Regions from separate parts of the Mus musculus genome. Here region 2 is linked to region 1. Evidence: chromatin contacts called from public promoter capture Hi-C data. All regions are on one chromosome and are shown on one strand. The core of a region is the stretch at or near the end of the contact, and the rest is flanking DNA. Distances in the headings are between cores, read along the strand shown. Region 1 holds the start of Nckap1l (NCK associated protein 1 like). Region 2 holds the start of Copz1 (coatomer protein complex, subunit zeta 1).

Region 1 (6,695 bases), core at 1,922-4,421:
TGGTTGATTCCCACATTACTGGATATTTCTGCAGAATAAATGTTCTTTGTCTTAGTAGAAACGTCTAGTTTCTTTGGAAAGTAGTTACGTCAAAGAATGCTTTGCTGGGACACACAGGTGGAAGGATGTCTTGCTAAAGCAGACACATGGAAGAATGTTTTCTTGAAGCAGACACAGGTGAAAGGATGTTTGGTTATAGCAAACACGTGAAAGAATACAGGATGAAAGATTATAAATATGATCCCACAGACAGTGGGAGATGAGCACTGAGCATTGGTTTGGTTTGCTCCACTTTGCTAGTCTTCACTAACAACCTGTATTGGTTTACCTTACATAGCATTGTGTTCAACTTGTGATAAAGATGCTATTGGGAGAAACTCACACAGAAGTACCTGCAGCAGCTTGTCACTTCTGTGGCCTCACCTGAGGTTGATTGGTGACACTAGTGGCTTCTTCAGGATTGAACTACAGCTTCTGGTTCATGCCTGGTGTCTGCCTGGCTGGAGGATTAGTCTGCAGCTGCTGAGATGTATTTGGTGTTTGCTATGGGACTGAACTGCTGCCAAAGAAGATTGAGATAATACACCAAAGAACTATTGCTGAACAAGTCCATTTCCCCCATATCCTAATAACTTTTCTCTTCTACTACCTCTGCTGGGTGGTGAGCTAAAGGAAGGGTTGAACCCTTATTAAAAGTAGGCTACAAAAATTTTGTGCCTACAGTCTTTGCATACTATCTGAGTCTGGAGGTTTTCCTTCAGCGATTTTTGAATCCTTATAATATTACAGTGCGTACCACCATGCCTGGTTTTATGTGGTGCTGGGAATCAAGCCTAGAACTTCATATATGTTGGGCCAGAATTCTGTCAATCGAACCATAACCCTAGCCCTCAATAAGTTATTATAACCAGTAGATTTGCTGAATGGTTGCTGTATCTAAGAGGGGTTTTTGAACATGGGTATTTCTCAGATGTGTTCCCTGTGACATTTGCACCAAGACCTCCTTGGGTACCTGGAAATTCAGGTCCTACTATAGGTTATCAATCCAAATCTCTGAGAGCTGAAACTGATCTCAATTTGTTGTGTAACAGCTTCCTCTTAGAAATTTTTACATTCCACCTTGTATGGAAGCCCTTTAACCAGGAAGGTAAACAACTCAAAAGAACTTAGGGAAGTCCCTGAAACTGACTAGATTCACTAGGCCCCTCTCTTCCAGAATAAGCAATAAAAACTGAGAGTGCTTCTCAGAAGTGAGTGCCAATCTGCAAAGACTCTGATACTAGACCAGCTGTCTGGAAGAAGTAGAAACTAGCTGAATTGTCTGGAAGATGTTTAGACCAACTGAGGCACTTGGAGAGAACACTCTCCAACCAGTTGAGCTGCAAGCAAGCTGTGCAGGGTTCTCCAGGTTCCCAGCTTTGTGATCTGTTATCCATGTTTGGATGGACGTTGGTGAAGCAGCTGTCCTTGAGTCATTTCTTGTATTTCTATAAGTAACCCCTCACCCATATTCCTGTAAGTAACCCTAATAAAGCTCATGGTTCATTAACTTGGATTCTGGTGGTATCTGTACTTTGGAATGTTGTGGGTGTCCTATATTGGAGAAGAGTAGACATGTGTGTCGTGTTTCCCCAGGAAAAGTTTTGTTATACATTTTTTTTTTTTAACATACCTTTGTTACCATTGCTAAGTAGGATTGTTCTCAGACTTGAGGGCACACTGGAGTCACCCAGAGAACTTGTTGTAGGATAGCATGTGTTAGGGGCTGGAGAGATAGATGGCTTAGTGGTTGAGTACTTGATGCACTTCCAGAGAACCTAAGTTAGTAGTTTCACACCATCCACCTGTAACTTTAGCTCCAGGGTATCTGATGTTCTCTTCTGTCCTCCTTTGTCATGTGTTTGAGTGTACACACACACACACACACACACACATACACACACACACACACCTTGAAAACAAAAAAACAAAAACAAAACATGCCTGTTCTACCTTAAGATTTTGGGTTGAGGGTTGGAGAGATGGCTCAGTGGTTAAGAGCTCTGGACACTCTTAACAGAGGTCCTGAATTCAATTCCCAGAAACCATATGGTGGCTCATAATCATCTATATTATGATCTGGTGCCCTTTCCTGGCATGCAAGTATATATGCAGATGCACTCATACATTAACTAACTAACTAACTAACTAACTAACTAACTAACTAACTAATCTTAAAAAAAAAGATTTTGTGTTCAGCAGGTCTTGAGTGACGTCAAAGAATTTGTGTGTCTAGTAAGTTTCTTTTAAAATATTTTGTTTTATTGTTTATCAAACCTAACAAGTTTCCAAGTGCTGCTGCTACTGCTGGATCATGCTTACTGATTCACTGTACTAAATACTACAAAGGATATCAATATTAGATATCATACCTGTCATTAGGAAGGAACATATGATGTGGGTGGGAGAGAGAGAAAGCATATGCTTAAAAATATAACAAGGAAGCTAATCCCAGCACACTGGAGGTAGAAGTAGGAGATCAGAGGTTCAAGCTTATCTTCAACTACATAAGGAGATAGATTGAGTATAGCCTGGGGTTTACAAGACTTTCTCAACCCTTGCAACCATGTGATATATATATATATGTGTGTGTGCGTGTGTGAGAGAGAGAGAGTGTGTGTATGTATATATATGTTTATATATAAATATATTTATGTTTATAAATAAAATATAGTGAACATGTCATTGAATGGAATAGTTAGAAAGAGACCAGGGTCCTAAAGGATGCTGGGGCCTAAGGGTCAGTAGAAAATAACAGGCATTCTTGACCGGGATCTAAAAGGGTAAGTGTAGAGGTGAATGGGGCTGGTAGTAGATATTTGTTTGGTGTGTGCTTTGTCTGGGACATTTGGGGAGAGGGAAGGCCAGAACAGTTGGTACTGCATTGTGAGGAGCCGTGAAAGCCTGTTCTCTTCCTCAGCTTCCGCCCACTTCTTACTGAAGTACTGCACAACCAGAAAGAGGAAGTCTCCTCTGCTGAGGGTGCAAGAGGAAGCACAAGAGGGCTCTGAAGGCCTGTGAGCCATAGTGACTGCTATCCTCCATGAGCCAATTACAGAAGCAACCGGAAGCTCGGTGCACCAACCAGGGCGGGTCCTTTTACACAGAGGGTGTTGCCAGCCAGGCTGAGAATATTTGGGGCATTTGGGTCTTGTTATCCGGATGGTCCTCTCTCTCGGTGGCCATCATGTCTTTGACCTCTGCCTATCAGCTTAAATTAGCAGAGAAGCTCACGATCCTGAATGACCGAGGACAGGGAGTTCTCATCCGCATGTACAACATCAAGAAGGTAAGCAAGAAGACCCGTCTAGCAAATCATGGCAGGAACCTGGAGGCCTGCAGGCCCAATAGTCAAGCCATATCTTTTTCTCCATTGCTTTAAGTGGCTTTCAGCCACTTAGACGGTATGGTTCCCACAGTTTGGGGAGATAGAGGGAGGCTTCTTTTTAAGGCGTGTCCTTTCTAGGTATTATTCTTGCCTTTTTGAGAGCATCACCTTTCCCCTATGACTTAGGGTTGGGTGGGAAAGAGAATATTTGTGTTGTGAGTGATTTGATTAAGGGTCTGGGGTCTAGAATTTGGGGTTTACTTATTGTCAGTTTCTCTAGTTTTTGAGTTTTCAAGTTGTGTCTCTGGCAAAAATTGTGTTTGTGTGTGTATGTGTATGTTTGTGTGTAATTATTTCCTTAAAAGGGGAAACATTTAAGGAAGTGGTGTTTTCTAAGGTAGTTTGGGGCTGTGAATGCTGCGTGTGTGTGCTTAGGAGAGTAACTATGAAACTGGACAAAGATGATGCCAAAAGGTGAGCCAGCGACTGTAGAAGGCAGGATAAAGGTGGGTAATTGTGAGACTTTCCAGGAAGAGAAAGAAGGAACTTGTGGAAACGGACCTTTGTGCGTTTTGTAGTAAAGCACCAGGAATATGGTTTCTGTCATGTCGTTTGTAAAGTCTCTTGGGACCCAGAGCTTTATATAAAGTCCAACTTATGATCAGCCACTTTTCTCACTACTTCCGGCTTCAGAGGAGGGGTGGGGAAGCAGCTTCCTCTCTGTGTTAGAGCTAAGCCTCAGTTAAGACAAGATGCCAGGTTGTTAGCTCTTAGGAGTACTAGTTCACTGTCTGGAACGAACTTGGTTTTCAACTACCCTCATGCTTTTATAATAAAATTTCAGACTGCCATTTCCAAAAGAGATAGTGGGAGTGAATGATGCATCCAAAGGCTTGTATCTAAATGGAAAAATAGTACGGTAGTTTAATATTACTTTTTTTTATGTGTAGACCTGTTCAGATTCAAAATCCAAGCCACCTTTTTTACTGGAAAAGTCCATGGAATCATGTCTCAAGTACATCAACAAGAAGTTTCCCAACATAGATGTCCGAAATAGCACGGTGAGAACTTGGGTTCATTTCCTCCTTTCTGTAACATTATTCTTGCATGGCAGATTATTGCAGACTCTCCACTTTGTCTTGTCTTTAAGTGTAGCCACCTATAGTTTCCTAGACTCAGACTCGGGGCTTCAGGCATTGAGGGTCGTAAGCTCAGATGGGAGCCTCCCATGGTGAACTGGGGCACAGTCTTGCCAGCCAGGTTCATGAGGACACCTGGTACACAGAGAAGCATCTCCACCAACCTTGCCGGGCACATCTTTTACTGTAGCACTTGATCTACACTATGCTTCTTTGTTGCTGCATGCTATGCATCCAGTGGCATATCCTGTACTTCTGTATACAGCACAATACTCCTGTACTGTGTTATCCCTAGATTTCTCTCACTCTATTCATAGTATCTTTATACTCTGCTTCTTTTCCTATTGATTTATATAGCAAATGTCTTCACTGAAATGAAACTGAAAATCTCCTTTCAGCTAGTCTTCTGACTGTAGTTTGAATCACATCTGGCCATCCAATCCAGATAGAAAATTTCTGTTTAGAGACTGGAGAATGCTGGCGAGCTATTGATCCCACCCTAGCATGTTCACCCCTTAAAGAATGACTGGGTATTTAAATTTTCAATTCTAATGATTGTCTGGAGAGATAGCTCAGTGGTTAAGAATGATATTACTCTTAGTTTTTAGTTACTTGGAGCAGTTGCTTTTTTAATTTTATTTTTAATTTTACATGTCTTGTTTGATCTGTGTTTCTTTCAGCAACATTTAGGACCAGTGCATCGTGAAAAAGCTGAGATAATTAGATTCCTCACTAACTATTACCAGTCATTTGTGGATGTCATGGAATTTCGGGTGAGTCCTCTGTAGCCAGGGTTAACATGGGCTTCAGGGGCTGAGCCTTTTTAGTAGGTATTCATTTATGTTGCTTATTGTAGGTTCTTGAAAGAAAAGGATAAAGGCACTAGTATTCAAAAATGTCTAAGTTGTAGTGTTAATAAATGATATATGAAATACCCTATTTACCATATTACTTCAAGAAATATGTAAGTGGATATGGTCAGTGGCACGAATCTACAGTCCCAGCACCTAGGAGGTAGAGGCAAGGGAATCAGAAATTCAAAGTCAGCCTCAGCTACATATTGAGTTCTAGGCTAGCCTGGGTTACACAGAATCCTGTTTCAAAAACAATTAAAGAAAACAAAATATAAACTTATATCAGGTAGTATTAATACAGCCACTCTAAGCATTTAGAATGTTATATATCACATACCAAAATTAAATATATTTGGTGATGGATTATGGCTGACTTCTGTTTACTGAATCATAGTTTTCTCAATTAAAAAAAATGTATTTATGTATGTGTGTTGTGTGTGCACTTGCAGGCATGTGTATGCCAGGAAGTGGGTGTGAAGGTCACAGGATAACTTTTGGAGGTTGGTTCTCTCCTTTTAGGTCCTATTATTTCTGCTACTGTGTTTTGTAAACCAAGCTAGCTGGCTCATTAACGTTCCATGGAATCTGCTATCTCTGCCTCCCATCTTGCTGTAGGAGTGCTAGGATTACAGACATGTGCCACTACATCTGTGGGTTCAAGGGATAGAGCTTGGATCATCAGACTTGTGAGGCTAATGCGTTTACCCACAAGTGTTAACGGTGTGTATGGTATGTGTGCTCATGAGTGTGAGTGTGTATGTGTCATGGCATGTGCATGGAGGTCAGAGAACAAACTTCAGGACTTGGTTTTCTGTTTCCACCTTGTCTAGCCGTTTCCCTGGGCTCCTTTTTAGTTTTTATTGTAGTATACATACCATAAAATTTACTCTCAGTCATTTTAAGTATATGGTTCAGTGATATTAAATGTATTCATAATGCAGACCTGTCTTTTCATGTTGTAAAATTGAAATTTTCCACCCTTTAAACAATAGTTTCTCATTTCTCTTGTACTGTGGCCCTTGATGACAACCATTCTAGTTCCATTTTTATGACTTTTAAGTATGCTGTTTTGTGTAAGTGGTACCTTTTGTATTTTTGTGATTGGCCTGTATAACTTATTAGTATAGGTTAAGGTTCATCCATGTGTTAGGATATTGGAGAATTTCCTCCTTTTGAAGCCGGAAAATATTCCATCCTGTGGTTATATTCTATTTTGCTTCCCTATTTTTCCACCAGTGAACAGTTGGGTTGCCTCCATGTTTTAGCTGTTGTGACTAATGCAAAGATCTGGGTGTTCAACTGCCTTTCAGATCTTGATTTTAATTCTTTTTTGAT
Region 2 (6,326 bases), core at 2,805-5,304, 180 kb before region 1:
CTCTCTCTCTTTCTTTCTTTCTTTCTTTCTTTCTTTCTTTCTTTCTTTCTTTCTTTCTTTCTTTCTTTCTTTCTTCCTGTCTTGACAAGATCCTATTTTATGGCTCTGGCTGTCTGGGAACTCAATATGTAAACCAGGCTGGTCTCGAACTCACAGAGATCCATCCATGTCTGCCTCCTAAGTGCTAGAGTTAAAGGTGTGCACCCAGCAGACAGTAATTTAAAAAAAAAAATGAGGGAAGTATGCTGTGGTGTGTGGTTGGCAGATGGCTATCATCTCACTCAGGAAGCTCCGGCAAGAGGATCAGAAGTTCAAATGCAGTCTCTATCATACAGCAAAGTCAAGGTCATCCTATGCTGCTAGAGACTCTGTGTCTCAAACAAAGAAACAAACATAAAAGCAGGGCAGGGGAATGCTCACAAAGTTTTTCAGACAGTCTTAACTCCTTATTCTTCTTCTTCGGCTTCGCAGGCAGCAGGGATTAGAGGGCTATGGTCTGGTCAAGAAAATGGTTTTAGGACAAGGTCTTCAGACCTCAGATGTATGCTGCCAACTAACAGCTTCTCTGGGTTCTATTTCTCATCTGAAAAATGGATGTAATAATCATCTACTTCAAACTTTAAAAAAAAAGTACTTTCCTTTTTGGTTGTTGGGTTTTTTCTTTTATTCTTTTCTTTTCTTTTCTTTTTTTTCTTTTTACCTTGAGAATGATTTTTTAGCATTTAAAAGAGAAATCCTCCTTGCCAGAGGTTGATGACACGTACCTGTAATCCCAGCAAGCATTAGGAAAGCTGAGGTCCACTGTTCTAAAGGGTTTCAGTTAGCCCAGACTGGTGTGAAACTTGTTACATAGCTAAAGCCGGCCTTCAGTACCTGATCTTTCTGCCTCTGCCTCCCAAGTGCTGAGATTAAAGATATGGGCACCATGTCCAGCCTTGTATTATTTTTTCCTTTGAGGCAAGATCTCATGTGCTTCAGGCTGGCCTCATATTCAGTGTGTGTCTGAGGACTAACTTGAACTTCTGACCCTCTCGTATCCACGTCCAGTGTGCTAAGATTAGAGGTATCTGGTTCCATGAGGCTAAAACACAGGGCTCTGTGAATGGTGGGCGAGCATATTACCAAGTTAAGTTAAGCTATATCGAAAACTACCCGTCTCTCTTTTGCTCAAGAAGGAGGGTCCTACTCTATTGTCCAGACTACTCTCTCTCTCTTTTTTTTTTTTTTTCAAGACAGGGTTTCTCTGTGTAGTCCTGGCTGTCCTGGAACTCACTCTGTAGACCAGGCTGGCCTCGAACTCAGAAATCTGCCTGCCTTTGCCTCCCAAGTGCTGGGATTAAAGTCGTGCGCCACCACTGCCCCGACTCAGACTACTCTTAAACTCCTGGATTCAAGTGATCTTCCTGTTTTAGCCTTTCAAATAGAATTAGAAGAGGTGCAGGACAGTCTGGCCAAATCATAACAACAACAACAACAAAATAATAATAGACTGTCATCATCATCAAACTCTATGAGATTCTTAGAAAAATGTGTCAATTGTTGGCTCACACCTGTAACCCGGGCACTCAGGAAACTGAGGTAGGAGGATTATGGGAAGTTTGAGCCTGTCTCAGCTAGAGTGAAACTTTGTCTCAAAAAAGCAACACTATGCTCCAAAAGAGGATCCTATATCCAGAAATATATGAACAGCATGAACAGACGTTAATGGCTTATTAAAAAACAAAAACAAAGTTGGATAGTGGTGGCTTTAATTCCAGCACTCGGGAGGCAAAGGCAGATAGATCTATGTGAGTTCAAGAACAGCCTGGTTTACAGAGTCAGTTCCAAGACAGCTAGAGCTAGAAAGAGATTCTGTCTCAAAAAACCCAAACCAAAACCACAACAAAAGAACTGGACATGCCGGGTGTGGTGGCGCATGCCTTTAATCCCAGCACTTGGGAGGCAGAGGCAGGCGGATCTCTGAGTTCGAGGCCAGCCTGGTCTACAGAGTGAGTTCCAGGACAGCCAGGGCTACACAGAGAAACCCTGTCTCCAAAAACCAAAAACCAAAAAACAAAACAAAACAAAGAAAAAACAAAACAAAACAAAAGACATGAAGTTGGGGTGTACAAAGGTAGATCTAGGAGGAATTGAGGAGAGGAATTGGAGGTTCTGAATGTGATCAAAGTACATTGCATGGAACTCTGAAATAATAAAAATATTAAAAACAAAAATTCAACTATAACAAACAACCCCACCAGTTATATTAAACAATAAATAATTGAATGGTTGAGCATTATGCTTAGCACATAATAAATGGGCAGAAAAATGTTATTATTATCATTAATCTGCCAAAGCAAGAACAATGCCCGCCACTGGGACAGGAGAGAGGATTCATCCTTTAACAACTATGGCTGCTCTTCCAGAGTACCCGGGTTTGATTCCCAGAACCCAAATAGCAGCTCACAATCCCATTGCAACTCCAGTTCAATGGGATCTGATATCATTTTCTGGCCTCCACAGGTACCAGGTATGTAAAGGGTGCACAGATATACTGACTTTAGGGTTTCTATTGCTGTGATGAAGCACTATGGCCAAAAAAGTAAGTTAGGGAGAAAAGAGTTTATTTGGCTTACACTTCCCTATGGCTGTTCATCATTGAAGGAAGTTAGGACAGGAACTACAGGAACTCAGGCAGGGCAGGAACCTGGAGGTAGGAACTGATGCAGAGATCACGGAGAGGTGTAGGGGGGCCAGCCCTGGTAGGGTCAGGTACTGAGGTGGGACACAGCATAAGATGGAGGTCAAAGGCTAATGATCTCTGGCCTTGTAACTCTTATTGTTCTGGGGGTCAGAAGCTGATAGCTTTCTTTCCATTCGCTCTAATCTCCAATGCCTTGATATCCTATTTCAAATTGAACCAAAGTGGGAAAACGTTGTCCATCAAAGTGCAGGTCTCCTGTACTCAACTCCCAGACAGAAAGTGGGCAGTGGGCAGCAGATTCTCTGAAGCTGAGCAACGGGGCATAGGAGCTGGCAACTGAACTCAGGTCTTCCACACGAAGAGTATGAGCTCTTTTTTTTTGTTTTTGTTTTCGAGACAGGGCTTCTCTAAATAGCCCTGGCTGTCCTGGAACTCACTTTGTAGACCAGGCTGGCCTCAAACTCAGAAATCCGCCTGTCTCTGCCTCCCAAGTGCTGGGATTAAAAACATGTGCCACCACTGCCCATCGAATATGAGCTCTTAACTACCGAGCCATATCTCCAGTCCCCACAGTTTTTTTTTTTTTTTTAAGTAAATTACATTAAAAATATTGAGGGGGGTGGTCTGGAGAGATTGCTCAGTGGTTAAGAACATTGGGTGCTTTCTCTTCCAGAGGTCCTGGGTTCAATTCCCAGCAACCACATGGTGTCTCACAACCAGCTGTAATGAGATCTGATGCCCTCTTCTGGTGTGTCTGAAGACAGCTACGGTGTACTCATATAAATGAAATAAATAAATCTTAAAAAAATATATATTTATTGGGTATGTGTGCATGCCACACGTGTATATCCTGGGATATACTTCTCGAGACCTTGGTTTGTGTAGTTAACGCTTGGCTGCCTATAGCTAACTTGGTGAACTTTCCGAGGTTGTTGAAATGACCCAAGGACACTACAGCTGTGGATATCCTAATGGTGGCGATGGGAATCTGTATTCGGGTAGGGCTTCTCAGCAAGGCTAATGTTAAGGGCTACACATAGCACCCCCTATAGCGAGTGCGAATTGGAGGCTGACAGAATCACGTGGCTTCCTCCTACCAATAGCAAAGTAACAATCGCTTCCTCCGTTCCCCATGGAAACAACACCGCCCTCAATGATCCTCCCGCCCCTTCAGTGCTGAGGTTTTGGCCTTTCATTGAAAATTCCGGGTGACAATCTAACAGCTGCCTCTTCTGGCTGGACAGTTGGCTTCCGTGAAGCGAGTGACTACGCTGACTGGTCAAGACGCGAAGGCTGGCTCATCTTCACCCAATGTTGCCTCTTTGAGGCGGGACCTAGCGAAGACTCAGGGCCAATCAGCGGTGACGTCGCTTGTGCGACTCCACGTCGGCAGCAGCTACGGGCAAGATGGAGGCGCTGATTTTGGTAGGAGCTGGAGGGCCAGTGGCTCCGTTGTGGTGTCCAGGGGGTCCGGGAGGTGGGGCTCATCAGCTGGGGCCGGGAGAGGGTTCCGGGCAGGCCTCGGGGGCCAAAGCTCCCGCTATCTGTGCAATGCAAGTGTGGCCTACAATGGGAGCTAGAGCCGCGGTATAGAGTAGGAAGCCTTGCCGGCAAGAGAGCAGGAGTCGGTGGCAAAGTTGAAGAGAACATGCAGGGTCCTTAGGAGAATTCTGATTGCGCTGGAGGGGTGTCTTTCAAGTTCTCCCCGATGGTTTTTGTTGTGGATCATACCTACTTGAGTTTCCCCAAACCCTCATATTCTAGTCCCCCAAGTTGCAATGGCAGAAGAGAGGTGTTTTGTCAGTCCCAGATCCTCCTGGTGGTGGTCAGAATTCGACTACCTTTTGGCAATTCCATGTCCTGTTCCTTTACAAAACTTGTTTTTATTTTCCTGTTAATCCTTAGTATGTAATTCTGTCATGATTGAGAGTCAGCATTCCATCCAGGTTCAGGAATACTTGGTAGAGCTAGTATAGATTTTGGAATATCTTTTTCTGACTCCTTATTCTTCTCTCCTACTCTCCCCTCCTTCAGACTTTAGGAACTCATACTGTAAGATCCATTTCAGCCTTCTTGCTTACATGAGAATTGTGATTATAGAAGTGCATTTAACTCTCTTGTCCCTTGATCCTTTCTGCTTGTTCTGCCCCCTAGAACAGGATCAGAGCATTTCTTTCAAGACACTGGCCAGCAGTTTAGAGACCCATGAGTCTGCCTACCTGTGTCTGTGTGTTAGTGTAGGAATTTAACTCCCAGCTTCTTTCCTTTAGTTGGACTCCAGGATTGTTTCTAAGAGTCTTCCTTAGCTCCTGTTTTCATTTATATTCCTTGTAAGTGTACATATCAAACTCTTGTCAGTAAAAGAAAAAAAGCTTTTTCTTCTTTCTTTCTTTAAAGGAAAAAAAGTTTTTTGAGACAGGGTCCCTCTCTACCTTTCCCTTTCCTGATGCCCTAGCTACTCATTATGTAAGCCATGTTGGCCTCAGACTCACAGAGGACCACCTACCTCTACCCTCCAAATTCGGAGACTAGAGGTATGTGCCACCACATCAACTTGTTTTAGTTTTCTCACTGAGAGTTTCATGTAGGTCTGACTGGAATCAACTTTGCCACGTAGCCAGGGCAGACATCTATACTCACCTGGCATTTATGTGGGAATTTGAACTTTGGTTTTCTTATTTGTATGACAAGCACTTTAACCACTGACCTATCTGTTCAAACCTCCTTACTTTCCTTCTTGCAAATGTCAAAGAGAATTTATTCTCATCATATGTGTTGGACAAGTTGAAGCAAAATGTTTAATGTATTGAGTAGTTCAAGTATTTACTATACCGGTCAATGAGTTTTTAAAAATCTTGTGACGATGTGGATAGAGTCTGTGAAACTAGTTTCCTTGGATGTTTTTGGTCTTCTTAATCAGGTGTGGTTGCTCACACCTGTAACCCCAGCACTCAGGCTGAGGCTATATTGTTGCTAGTTTGAGGCCAGCCTGGGTTACAAAATAAGACCTCGTCTCATAAAACCAAAATTAATGTAATTTAGTGGAACCAGCTTAAAGAGTGAGGAAAATGGTACTTGGGGAACTCCTTTCCCATTGGTTCTGTTGGGCTGGGTGTAAATGCTAAGAGCATATGGTCTAGCTATCTTTAAAAGCCCTGTGTTTGACCCCAGCACTAGGAGAGCTGAGGTTGTATGGGGAAATCTCTGTGTCATTTTCTCTCTTTCTTGCACTGTGTGGTATCTCTCAGCCTGCTTCTTCCTCATTGTTCCCCCTTGCAGCTGAGCTAACCAGCTGCATGTAGTAACAGACCCTTGCTAACTTGCCTGCATATCCCTCACCTTTACTTTTAAAACTATACTGAGCCTTTGTCACTAGCACCTTAATGTACTGGGTTTAGGGAAGCAGAGCTGTAGGAAAAGGCTCTTTCTAAGGAAGGGCAGTGCCAAAACCCCGTTCCAGTTTTGTTTCCTTGTTCTCTCAGAACAAATTTTTTTTTTTTTTTTTTTTTTGAGACAGTCTCATTATGTAGCTTGGGCTGGGTTTGAATTTGTCTTATCCCAGAGTCACCAGGTTTCTGAGGTTTCTGTAGGTTCTTGCACCTCTTCAGTTTGCAGAATTTTCCTTTCAGCCATGGGTTGTATA

What was found. Capture Hi-C pulls out chosen DNA fragments and counts their contacts.
Region 2: a contact with region 1 is called in a promoter capture Hi-C map of adipose tissue. The contact joins the promoter of Copz1 here to the promoter of Nckap1l in region 1. A contact is called at or near these places in 2 of 39 promoter capture datasets (macrophages and pre-B cells) and 1 of 9 other capture datasets (adipose tissue).

What each region holds. Positions count from the first base shown.
Region 1 is chr15:103,450,654-103,457,348 of GRCm38.p6, forward strand. Nckap1l (NCK associated protein 1 like) reads left to right here and starts at 3,172. Exons shown (of 31, transcript NM_153505.4): 1 at 3,172-3,328; 2 at 4,318-4,428; 3 at 5,187-5,279. The coding sequence starts at 3,227. Gm52195 (a long non-coding RNA gene) reads left to right here. Exons shown (of 4, transcript XR_003951567.1): 4 at 338-525.
Region 2 is chr15:103,268,834-103,275,159 of GRCm38.p6, forward strand. Copz1 (coatomer protein complex, subunit zeta 1) reads left to right here and starts at 4,055. Exons shown (of 9, transcript NM_019817.2): 1 at 4,055-4,108. The coding sequence starts at 4,091.